Linked DNA regions of Mus musculus: region 1 is linked to region 2. Evidence: chromatin contacts called from public Hi-C data. All regions are on one chromosome and are shown on one strand. The core of a region is the stretch at or near the end of the contact, and the rest is flanking DNA. Distances in the headings are between cores, read along the strand shown.

The links. Hi-C and Micro-C count contacts between places; a contact is called where the count stands out from the background.
Region 1: a Hi-C map of cortical neurons shows a contact between it and region 2, with 2.8 times the contacts expected there. The contact joins two enhancer-like sites.

What each region holds. Positions count from the first base shown.
Region 1 is chr1:194,158,094-194,164,710 of GRCm38.p6, forward strand. No RefSeq gene overlaps it. Among named protein-coding and RNA genes, the nearest start is that of 4930503O07Rik, 61 kb to the right of the region's middle. Within about 2 kb of position 3,073, at least 27 of the 459 cell types and tissues checked have an H3K27ac peak or open chromatin away from gene starts, as enhancers often do. A contact at or near this core is called in cortical neurons, where this site is marked.
Region 2 is chr1:193,584,046-193,590,501 of GRCm38.p6, forward strand. No RefSeq gene overlaps it. Among named protein-coding and RNA genes, the nearest start is that of Gm31870, 68 kb to the right of the region's middle. Within about 2 kb of position 3,071, at least 42 of the 459 cell types and tissues checked have an H3K27ac peak or open chromatin away from gene starts, as enhancers often do. A contact at or near this core is called in cortical neurons, where this site is marked.

The DNA of each region.
Region 1 (6,617 bases), core at 1,823-4,322, 570 kb after region 2:
TAACTCTAGCCTTTTATTAGCATAGTCATTGGAATGGCCTCTTCATTCTAGCTCTTTCTAATCCATCTTCAAGACTATCCTTAAAAACAAAATGATAGGTAACAATCCAGCAAACCTTCTGCCTAGAAATATGAAATGAATCCTGACTTAAGGTCAAGCCCCCTTGCATGGACACCCATCCTCACTTTACACCAGCACTGACTCGACTCTCTCATGAGATCTTTTTCCTTTAGTCCCTCAGTTACACTCTTCCTTCTACCACAAATATACTTTTTAAAACATGTGTCTTTTTGAAACATTCAAACACATGATTTTCCTAGATCCACCAGAGAAAGCAGTCTGATTCACCATTTAATTGTTCCATGTTAGATGCTGTCTTTTGCAGTCAGAAGTTATTCCTCAAGTTCTTTCTAAGCAGACACTGATGATGCTGGTGTTATAAATAAAAGGCCACACACTCATCCTTCTCTGTGGCTGACTTCAGTAGTCACTTCATTTGGCAAATTTCTTTCTCTAGGTTTTTATGTTAAAATTCTGTGTGCCTTATCTTGATTAGTGTTTTAAAAAAAAATGAAATGACATCATATTCTGTCCTGTAACCCAGCTTTTTCGCTTTCATGGAGTTTATGTTAGTGGCTCAATGAAAGCTTGCTTCATGTGAGTGGGTTTAATGCACCCCTAATCCCTTTGTTTGAGAGTGTCAGTACAGATTATAGGAACCTACTATAAGCAGCTACTTAGCAGCAGAGCCAGAAGCAATGCCTTTATGCTCTTAAAATTCTTTCCTTGAAATTCAGACTTTACTAGACAGTGCCCGTGTGTGCCTCAGTACTTGTCTCCTTTCATCCGGTATATGCTAGAACTCTGTGCCTTTTGTGTTTACAGAAACACCATTAACTCCACATTCATTCTTTTATCTCTCTGGATGATCTTCAGGTTTTTCTGCAGAATACTTTCAGGTCTTTCACACACAGACACACACACAGACACACACACACACACACACACACACACACACACACACACACCCTGTACTGTACTCTAAGGCACCCCATGGTAGCCATACCACCTTTTGTGCACAGCAGGAGAACACTGTGTTCCCAGCCTCTGTTCTGACAACATCAAATAATCTCTCAAATTTTGGCAGAAATATCAGTATAAAAGGTAAACAGGGCTGATGCGGGACTCCTGTTCCCCTGTTCCAGACAGTAGATGCCAATGAACCGCCTCCCCCATCATGTTGATATCATCTTTGTTTATTTTTTTAAGTGCCTCCTTTACAAAGCTCACATGAAGTTAATGAGAGAGACCTCAGCTTCTTCTCATGGCCTGGGCTCTGCTCATAGGCTCACTGGCTCAGACATACTGGAGAACTTTCTTCTGTGCTATTTTCAAAATATTCCCTTAAAAGGCAATCTCATATGTATTACAGTATCAATGGTTTGTCTGTTACTGCCAGGGCATGTGAAGACTATTGTACGTCTTTTGATCCACCCTTAATTCTTGTCTTCAAGTTAGAACCTAAACAATATAAAGTTTTCCATATTTTTCCTAACTCAAAAAAAATGTCCTTTAGAAAACTGATGAAGATGACAAGAAGTGTTACATAAAATTATGCACATCAGTTTTCAGGGCCATGTAGTTACAAAGATACTAGCAGCATCTCTAGAGGATGGATGTGATGGAATAATAAAGTTCAGGATCCTTCCCTGCAGGACACAGCCTTTCAGATGCCTAAGGCAGATCTCGACAAGACCATCCCTGGAGACCCCTGAGAGGGACCCAGCACAGCACTCTGTGGCCTCTTTCTTTCCCAGTGTCTGTCATTCCAAACCATGCCAAGATGCTGAGATGGACAGAAGGCTCCTACCAGCTCTACTAAAGAGTAAGCTCTCTTCATTCCATTTTTCATTGGGAATGCTGTGTCTTTGAGATCAATCACTCCTAAGACTTACTTGGCTGAGAGTTCTACATATACATCTATGTTTGGGAACATTAACTAGGCAGGAATCTCCTTTTGTCTGGTTCATCAGCTGGTATTTCAATGTCCAGAACTCCATTATATGACTGTATATCTTTTCTACAATCAATCAATCCATTAGTTAATCAACTAATTAGTCAGTCGGTTAGTTAGTCAGTCAGTTAGACAAAATAGTATGTGTCTTGTGTTTTGTCTTTTTGAGCAAAACTAGAGTGAGAAAATATTCTTACTCCAAATCTCTGAGTATTTCTTTTTATTCACTTTTTCCTCTTTAAATTTTCTGGTTCTATTTTCATTTATTTGTATTTTTTTTCATTTTTTGATATTTAATCTCCCACACCCAATTTTTATCTTTCTTTCTAATAACAGAAACTGAGTCATCTCAAGTAGCGTCTCCATGGTTTCCTGATGTTTCTATCTATATTCACAAAATTTCAGAATTAGAAATCTTGGAAAGATAATATATAAGTTGAAAATCCTCCAATTTTTAATAACAAGTCTTCTTTGTGTGAACTTAGGAAGAACATTTAACTTCTCTGATTCTCCATCTGTCAAATGAAAGTAATATTAAAAATATAAAGTGAAATACTCATAACACAAATACGTTAAGAATAATAAATGCTTGTGGGAGCTCAAAACCCATTGGGAGCTCCTCTCTAAATGTTGGCTGTTCCTGCTCCTGATCTTCCTGTCAGCCTTGCTCTGCCTGACGAGCTGGTGCTTGGACTTGCTTTTGAATCCTGGTCTGCACCAGACGCTGCATTTCTGGAAGAATGGCCAGAATGAGCTTCACTGTTTGCACGCAAGCTATCATTCCTGCTTTACAGCACACTGAATGCCTAGCCTCTGAAAAGCCCTCTTTCCTAGGATAGCCATTTGGTGGTTTTTCTTTCTTTTTTCCTGAGCACCTGCTCAAGCAGAACGTGTGATTTACTGCTGGTCGTGAAGGTGAAAGAGATTTTTGACAAGCAGAGAAATGGAAAAAGTCTGAGCTTTGTTCATTAACATGCGATCCTCTTTGTGTGGGCATAGGGGGAGGAGGTAAAGGAGGGGGTTGGACATATGAGTTACAAACTTGAAGCCTAATTTGCTTATGAAGACAGATCTGCGTCTGGCAGAAACACATGGCACTCCAGTCCTTGGGCCCAGAGTTTGGGAAGCCTGATGCATTTAATTGGTAAATCATCTGTCTTTCATTGTCCCCCACCAGCATTATCTGTGAGGCAGCTGCCCACCTTGGCTGATTAAATGATTTAACAGGATGGCCTTCTGTCTCTCCTGCCAGGGCACTCAGAGTCCAAATGAGTGTTGATGGTCCTTTCCACCCGGCTGTGGGTGAGAGCAGATTTTCTCACTGTAAGACTTAGAGTTATGTCTTCTCAATGCCTCTCAATGGAAAGTATTTGCCCCCCCCCCCGCCCCCGTACCCACTTGCTAATAGTTTTTGTTTGTCTACAGGATCCATTGTGTAAGCAGATGTCATACAGGCAGTTGGGATGCCGTGACATATTGTGGATAAACTAGCCATCACAGGCCACTTGGTTACCTTTTCTAGACCGGCAATAATCTTCCAAGTGGCTGGCAAAATTCTATTTTCCCCTTTGAGAACTGTGAGGAGAATGCCATTTATGCTGTAGTCAACATGCTTCCAGGGAACAGATTTTGTGGTAAATCTTTTCACTAGTTGGTATGGATGACAGTTTGGGTCACAAGCTACATCCTGAGGAACCAGCTGGTGCACAGATAACCAACTCCATGTGAAATAATTGGGAGCTACAGCAAGGTGTTGGAAACACTTGGGCTTGAAGTCTTACCCTGTTGTGCTGTCTGATCCTGCTCCCCAGTATACTTCTCCCTCCTTTCTTCCTTCTCTCTTACCTTCTTAATCTTTTCTTTTTAATAGTTCTTTCTAAACCCTAAACACAGACACTTGTTGGCATGCATGCACATGAGAGAGACCTTCTTCCAGTTCTGTACTAATGTGGAATTGTCAGGTTGCCAGGACATAGTCATGAATTTTACTAGATATGGCCAAATTTGATCTTCAAAATACCTGTAACAATTTGTATTTTCACCAGCAGTATTTCAGAGTTCTTATTTTTCCTCTTTCTTACTGCCATTTGGTACCCTCTAACTTAAAGACCTCTGCTAGTTGGGTGGTGGTAAAGAATATGTCATAGTAGTGTTACTTGAATCATTCTGACTACAGGCATGTAGGCAGAGTTCATTCCCACATTCATTTTACCTCGAATTTCATCTCAGAATTGTTATTTTGCATCTTCCATTTATTTTTCCATTTGTTTCTATAAATTGATTTGCAAGAGTTTCCTTATAGTTGAATGTCAGTGTTTTGCTTGCTACATGTGCGATAATGCTTCATTTTGTGGAGTATCTTAATTTTGTTTATGGTGTCTCTGGTTGCACAGAAATTTCTTATCTTGAAGATTTCTGTTTTTGTTGATATAGTTACAATGGTGTCCTATTGTGACATTTTGCTGTTTCTTTTGTATTAGACATAACTAGTTTTTAAAGGATTTGCTCACATTTAGATCTTTAAGATATTTGCAGTTTGTTTTGTGCTTTGATTATAAAAGTAATTTAATTTTATTTTACTCTCCATGTACATGAAAAGACAAAGATGTTGGCATCATTTTAATCCCAGCTGGCCTTGTATGCCTTTTTAATCAGATGTGAAGGCCTCTAAGATGCTTAGATTTTTCTCAACCATCCTCATTGTTTCCACCTCTTTGACCTTCATGGCACAGTGCCCTCACTGCACTTTCTAACTTTCTTTAACAATGGATTTAGCATTGTTTTTAGTTTATTTTAAAGGAACTAATTTATTTTTATTTCATGTGTATGAGTGATTTGCTTGCATTTTATCTATGTTCACTGCATGCATCAAAGTCCTGAGATTGAAGTTACAGACAGTAAGCCAACATGTGGGTGCTAGAATCAAACATTGGTCCTCTAGATGAGTAGCTAATGTTTTTAACATCTGAGCTATCTCTCCAGACCCCGATATGTGATACCTTATTGTGTGTTTGGTGGTATACATCTGTAATTCTAGGAAGCAGGACAATGAGACAGGAAGAACAAGTGTTCTAGGCTAACCTCAATTATATAGAAAGTTCAGTGCTGGGAGCGAGGAGAGGAAGATAGAAGGGGGGAGGGAGGGAGCAAAGAATGGAGGTAGGAAGGAGAGAGAGAAAGAGAGAGGGGAGGTGTGGAGGAAGAATGTCTCTTAGGACAAGTCTACATTTGCACTTTTGGTTTTACCTGTCTCCTGCCTCTTTTAAATCTTGTTTCTTTTTAATGGCACTTTCCTACAGTTCTTGACATTGTCTTTGCATTTCTAAACGATAAGGATATGGTAGGATATAGCACTTACCTGCTATGCACTGTGGACTTGATCTTCAGCACCACAATCAATCAATCAATCAATCAATCAATCCCTAAAGCCAACCTTGAAAGACTATATGCCTCTGTGTCAGAATATTTGTCATCACATAGATTACATGCATTCTGTCATTCCTTTTTCAACCCCACCCTCATGTATGTGCAACACAAATACAACGTCACCTCTTCCTTATATCCTCAGTCTCCCAAACACCATGCTTCTCTGTGTGGCCTTGTATACCAATACCTCTTACCTAGATCTGTATGTATAGCACATGTTTCCCCCTGTCATGTCTGTTGCTCCATATCCTAAATTCCCAATGGAAACAAGTCCTGTTTTCTTAGAGCATACTCTTTGAAGAACCAGCTATCAAATGCAGGTCTGTGTGGGCTGACCTCTTGCCTGCAAATTCTAAAGGATGAAGGACTAGGTTTGGCAGCCTGTGCTCTGTTGCTTCAGATATTCTAAGAAGCAGATGCTAAGCAGTTCAAAACATTCATTGGGAAAAACATTTGTAGATGGAAAATGAAGCAAAAAGAGCTCCCATCATAATGTGGTCTCATGGCTGTGGGAAGAGATCAAAGGAAGAAGTAAGCAGTAATGATCTTAGGCACCTGGTGAATCCCAAGAGTCACAGGGAGGCTCTTGGGGGAGTAAAGCTGCAGCTGTCCACTAGAGGAATCCCACTTCTGTACTAGTGGATGCTTTCCAAGACCTTTTCTGTGTTCTGTCACCCTGTAGAGGGGTCCTAGGAGCCCATGGCTGTAGTCACAGCAGTTCAATGTCCCCCACACAGAGTTTCTCCTTCAAAAGACCTAGTGCAAACTTCCATAGAAATGTCTATGCCCAAACAAACCATTTGCTCCTAAAATCCATGTGGTCACTGCAGTGACATGTGATCTGCTCAGGAGACCTCTGGAGTATAAGACCTCTGCAGTAAAAACTTTGGTATATATTCTGAGTGCTAAGGGTTCTGGGAGGAATCATAACTGGCCTGCAAAAGGAGACACATTTCACTGTGCCAAGGGAACAGAATTGAGGGAAAGACGGCACTATAGTTGGAAAGAGGAATATCTAAGAATCCTGCAAAGTGCTCATGGGAGAAAAAATTCTGTACCTGACCAGCACATAGAGCATAATCATAAAAGATGCTTTCTATAGGAAAGATTCACAGAAACTTTCTGTTCCCTTACTTTTGATTTGTTTATAAGCCCCTACTCTAAAAAAAGTCATAAA
Region 2 (6,456 bases), core at 1,821-4,320:
GAATTCACTGCTGACAAAGGGATGCTTTTTCTCCCAGAAGCCGACTTTACCATTTGTTGACATGCACTGCATCTAAATTGGATGGACAGCCCTCTCTTGGAGACACTTTGACTGAAACATTCACTGCAGACACTGGAATTGTTCTAAATATTAAGATAAACATTGTTTCTTTGCAGCAAATACAGACTGTGACAGAAAATGCATATATAGAAACATGAGGGTGATTGAAGTCTTTCATAATCCACCAAAGAGAACCAATTAGGCCTTTGCTGCTCTAATTCCACGTTGTCATTTTGAAACACAGTTCAGAATGGCATACAAACACTTTAATTCTCACTTTTAAATATGACAATTAAGCACAGGCATTTTCGCATGGTTTAAAATGCTCCTAAACAATAGGGCTGGCATTGTAGCATCCCGTTTACTTCTGGACTTGGTTTTACTAAACCATTGCAGCATCGGCACACCAGAACTTCAGTTTGTCACACATTGATCTGTATGATTTATATTTGTAAGTTCCTTTGTTTCTCCAAACCAGAGTGAAAGGCATGAGCTACCGATAATCTCATTTACAGGGAAGACACTGAAGGGTAGGTCATTGCTAGAGGTCACTCAGCTGCTGAGAGACAGGGATGAGATTTGAACCAATGCAGTTGGTGCTTCAAGGGCTTTGGGCAGGAATACCCCCCCTCACCCAATATTCAGGCGCTCTATTCTCATATTTGGTTGGAATCTCTTTCTTCTTTACAGAGAATTTCCACAAAGGAGGTCTCCCCTTTTTGTTGCATTTGGGAGTTAGTGCCTTCTGCCCAGGCTGGCTCCTAGAGGTTGATTACGGTGGCTACTGGTCATGTGAGACTTGCAATTCTGGGGTCAATACTGACATGAAAGCCCCTGCTATTGATTATAGAATCAGTATTAGGACCTCTCTCAGATTCCTCTCTAGTCTTTTTCTTTCTATTTTCATGCACACACACACACATTTGCAAGTATACACATACAAACATCTTTCTAATGAAGGAAGACAATGCAGTCTTTTGAAAGGCCAGTGTCTAGACAGAGTTATTGCAGGTAGAGATTGGGACTTATTAATTATAGCAGATTATTTTCTGCCCATTTCCATATTTATGACTTGTCTTGGAAAGCCTTGGGTTTTTCAGAAGCCTTTTTAAGTATCAAGAAGGGACTTTGTACCCGTTTTGTATTGGCCCTTAAAAGGAGGATTCTGCATCTGAAGGGTGAGGGGTAGGCATGGCCCATCCATTTCTAGGCTTCTCAGCATGGAGGCACACTCTTTCCTGGAACTCTGCTCCTCTAAACCCAACCTTGACCTAACAAGAAATGCTCTCCTCCCCATCCCTACTCCCTAATGCTTAAGAGACAGCTCCAGCATGCTAAACCAATCCCCAACCTCATCTCCAGGGGATTCTACTTTCATAGGCAAACTACTAGATTTCTCTGGGGCCCAGATAGATTTCCATGAGTAGACCTCTAGCAATGAGTGAACAGAAGAAATGAGGATACAGATTCCCTATAAAAGACCTGAGACTCTATCCCCAGGGCAGTAGGATGGAAGAACTGAGTGAGGAAAACCAGCTCACACTGGTGGCTAACTGGAGAGCCTCACATACGATTTCAGATCTGAAATATCCTTCAGACTCCTATGAGTAAGCCTGGGTTCTCAGTTGGTGTTGTATGAGAAATGATTAGATTGGAAGGGCCTAATCTCATCAATGAATTAATCTGTTCAGAGTTTCATTGCTAACTTCATAGCTAAATGACTATTAGTGGGGGGCATAGTTGGGTGAAGTGGGTCACAGAGGTGTTGTACCTTTAAAGGGTCTTCCTTGTTTCTAGCCCCTCCTGTCTGCATCTCTTGCCCTTGCTCTCTCGGTCTGAACCACAGTGGATGAGTGGTTTTGTTTCATCCAGTGCCCCTCAGATGATCAACCTCACTTTGTGTCTGGAAACAATGCAGTGAACGGACAGGTCTCGGAAACCACGAGACATACGAATCTTCGGTTGTTTTCCTCTAGCACTTCGTCACAGTGATGGAAACTGGGCTATCACCATGGCAGAAGAATCCAATCACTTAGGGTACATGAGCATTATTGAGAGTTAGGAAAGAAAGAAACAGAAAGGCAGCTTTGTGGAATGTTTACTGGGGGACAGTGAATGAGGCCACTGAGAATGTTACTGTCCTTTGATTAAAATAAGATTCTCTGAAACATGACAGAAGTTGGTTCTTTAACTGTGATGTTGCAGTAGGGATGACGTTCTCAGATGAAATTAAGACACCTATTTCCTCAAACATTAAATTTGACTCCATAGTTGTGATCTGGTGGGAATAGAGGAATTTTTCTTTAGTGTACCAACCGTGGGGCAGGTAGGGGTAGTATTTGTACAGCTGCAGGGGTCAGTCATACATGGAATCTGTCAGACCTGAGAGACCTACTTCTGTCCTACATCTGTGTGGGACCCGGATGATTTCCTGCTGGCCTCTCTGGAACCTGGTCTTCTAGTGTTCAATTTGTGATACTGCAGATATACATGTCTGAGAGAAAGATCTAGCCCTGCATCTTGGCTAGCTTGGCCAAGGATAGCAAACTGTGAGCCAGGAAGTAAGAATTTGACATTCCCCTTTCAAACTAGCCCCTATGAAGAGTGCACATGCTGGGACGAGAGGCTCCCAGAAAAAAATCACAACAAAGTAAATGGAGTGTCTGGATGCAGGTGACTCAGTTGACACAAGCAGAGCCAGGAACTCTGCAGGAAGGTGGTTAACTCTGGTGAGAGCCCATCAACGCCCCGTAAATACTAGGGCCTCTTCCAGGTATCTGCAGTTTTCCGTGGCACACCGGTCTTGGTGGAGCACTGCAGATGCCACCAGAGCTGCTGCAATACTGTGGTCATGTGGGGACAGAGGCACAGACAGCCACTGAGTGAGTTGATGAAGTCTGGGCAACACAAGTTTATTCTATTTCTGGGCTTCCTTTCCACACGGCTCAGGGAAAGCTGTTGTTATTTCACTGAGTGAGATGGGGGAGAAGAAACAAGTTAAGTGTCAGCTGCACAGCGTAGTCTTGAAGAAGGTTGGCAGGAGGCAGCAGCCGTCCCAGCTGTACCACCGACACTCCAGTTCTCCCACTTGGAGTTGGGCTTCAGTGGATAGACTGTTTGCCACGTGTCTGCCTTTCCTGGCTCATGTTTCCCAACAGCCATAGATAACTTGGATGAAGTTATTAGTGGATCTGATTGTCTGCCTTCAACACTGTGTATAAACAGGCATGCTTATCTGTGTGGCTTTCTGGCTACCATTGTAAGGATAGGTAGAGAGAAGGTCTTTATTCGCTAGCCAAATATGGCATCCTGCTGTCCTTTTGGAGCAATGTGGCTTTGTCCTGGATCTTTTGGCATGAATTCTTCACAGGCTTTCAGATGTGTCAATTTTAGCAGGGAATTCTGTGGTAGATTTGGCAGGCAGAGAATAAATCAGAGGTCTATACCCTGACTGTTAAGGAGAATAGGAGGCTAATTACCAAGATTGCAAGCTCATTAACAAAGCCACAAGCCACAGAATCAGAGGTAGAGGGCACACACTCACTGTTAGTGGGACCTTATTGGTGAGAATTGCACTTTGTTTCGAGGACTTGGTAGCATGTTTTAAGGCTGGGTCAGGGTCTGCACAAACACACACACACATAAGCCCCAGTGTCTACCAGGACTTTCAGAACAGCCTCATAGCAGGCTCCCTGGCATTTTGGCATTGCTGTGGTGATATTTGGTACTGGCTTGTGAAATACAAACCTGCCCTACAAAGGCCATGCTCCTGTCAGACCATGTGAGAACCCAACATGTCCCTATTGGGGATGGGTAATTATGGAGGCCAGACTCACAGGACCCAAGGCGAGCTTTCTGTTATCCTGTGCTTTCATGTGCATTTGAAGGAGACACTGAAGTTGCATAGCAACCAACACATTTCTAGATCATGAGGAGCTCTCCAAGGCACCGATGACACAGACTGCCCGATGGCAACTAGGTTGAGACAGGAGGATGCCACTCTCCTGAATGCTTAAGGCAGGTGTTGGACATCTGTGTCTCTGCTGGATTCCATGTCTCCCAGAAGGCTCAATCAGAAGCTAGACTTTAAACCTCACCCCGAGACACAGAGTAATTACAGGGTGGGTGTGCTTTTAAGCTGGAGACAGGGGAATGAGTTTTAAAGAGGGAACGTGAGATTTCTCGATTTAGTTTACTTGAAATACCTGGTAAAGAGTTTCAGATTCTAAAATAGATGGTAGCTGACATTTGCTTAAGTTTAGAGGATGATGTAGCTTTCTTGGTCTCTGAAAAAGAGTAAAATCTACTTTAGACTCCCACCAGCCAACTTCATAGCAACATTTGGGGCTGTGAGGATGAATCTGAGGCAGGGACTGGACATTTGTGGAATGCCGGGAGCCTGGAAATCAAGCTGTGGCATGCTCCTCAGCTGAGACATTAGAATATTGTTAGGGCCCTCCCACCCCAACCCCTGTGGCAGCTCCGGTCTCTGTACAGCTCCTGCTTGCTTGCCTCAGAAACAACACACTCTGAGCCTGCAAGGAAGCTTTACATTCTTCTGAAGAGAATGCTCCCCGCCCCCCATTGTGATGAGTAAATCAAGTAGGGGTTAGGCCATGTGATGTGGAATTTTGATTTTAAATCATTTCTGACATAGTTCTAAGATAAAAGCTCCCGAGAAAGGGACCCTTGCATTGAGACACAACCTCACTGCCTGGCAGCAGCAGCAGAGAAAAATCAGAAAGAAAGCTTTGGAGCCTTTCCAGTCTCTGCCTTGCTGTTTATGTGGTGGCTATCGATTCTCTAGAAGAGGACTCATACTCTGGGCAGCAAGGAGCTATATTTATGTTAACCCGTGCACTTGATACCTCCTCACTGAGAACAATGAGGCCCATCTAACCACGAGAGGACCACACATCTGCATTTAACTGGGCTGGCCACAGAGACAGTCCGGTGTCAGTGCCTGGAGCAGGGGAACTTTGGAAGGGAACCAATTCAGAGTGCAAACTAAGAAACTGAGACTTGGGTTCTCAGGTTGGGGTGCAAATCACAGAGGACAGATTCTCTGCCAGTTGCATGTGGGCTCTCCTAGGGATGATAAGAGATGCTGTTGGCTCAGGCGCGCCACCTTGTGCTAGGACTCTGCTATCACCGTTGGCATTTAGTGGCAGATGGGGGGAGGGGGATTGTTAACATCGAGAAGAGTGGAACAGTAGTAAGGGGTAGTGAGGGAGTGGTGTGGGGTTGGGGAGAGAAGAGGTGGTAGGAAGGTTACAGAGGGAGATGGAAGTGAGAGAGGTGACAGTGGGAGGGATGGTTGTGAGGGGATGGTAGTAGGGGTGGCAAGTGGGGGGGGGGCAGTAGCAATTAATCTGTTTTTTCCTGTTCCATTTTTTCTTCTTTTCTATTTTCCTGTCTCAACTGCCTCAGCTCCCCTCTCTCCACCTGTCTCTTTGGACCTAAATAGATTTCTCTTTTCTGTTTGGAAACCACACATTATAACTATCTACACATTGTCACCAAAACCAATTTGTGCAAACTAACAGGCTTATCAGTGCCACTGAAATGAGATTAAAACTGCTTCCAGTGAAACAGATAAAAACCAGATGAATGAAGCCTGCTAATAAGACATTAAAGATAATGAGGAGAATGACTAACCGGTTGATACAGTGAGCAGTTACGAGAGCCCGCTGCTCAGGATCAGTAAACTGCTCAGAATCAGTAAAAGAATCCACCTTTAATTCCCCTTTGTCATCGAGATATGATCACATTCGCATCATCATAGTTTGGTTACTATTTATCTGTGAGAGCAACATCACACCTTTCTCTAAAGTGCTTACGGGTGGGGAGAGTAAGAGAAAGGAGAAGAAAGACAATTGCTTTGGGGATAAAGCTCTTATTCCTGCTTTTTTAAGACTGGAGGGGGATGTTTAATACCTTGTTTATGTTTGTGTGTTGGTTGTGCAGGCACACTCTTTCATTTGTTTCACCTCTGAGAGGGGCCAGCTCATAGCCAGCCTGCTTTACATTACACAGTTAGCTAATTATCACATTAACAAGCCACATGAAGACAATCTGAAAATTGCATTTCTGTTAGTAACATCTTGGGCCATGGTCACTGTAACCCTGGTGTCTGGCTTTGCGTTGCTGTGGAGAGCCTTTCCTCTATCCTGCAGCTGAGTAGATGGATCTTCCTGCCTCACTGGGTATGAGTTAATGGGGAGGGAGTGTGGAAGAGAGAGAAGTCATTTACCATTCAGTTAGAGCTTTCCCAACCATATTCAGTTAGAGCTTTCCCAACCATATGATATGCAGGCTCAGTGTTGTGCTCCCTGAAGGAAGGCAGGTGAAAAAGAACTCTGCTCTGCCCTCAGGGGCAGGAAGGGGAATAAACAG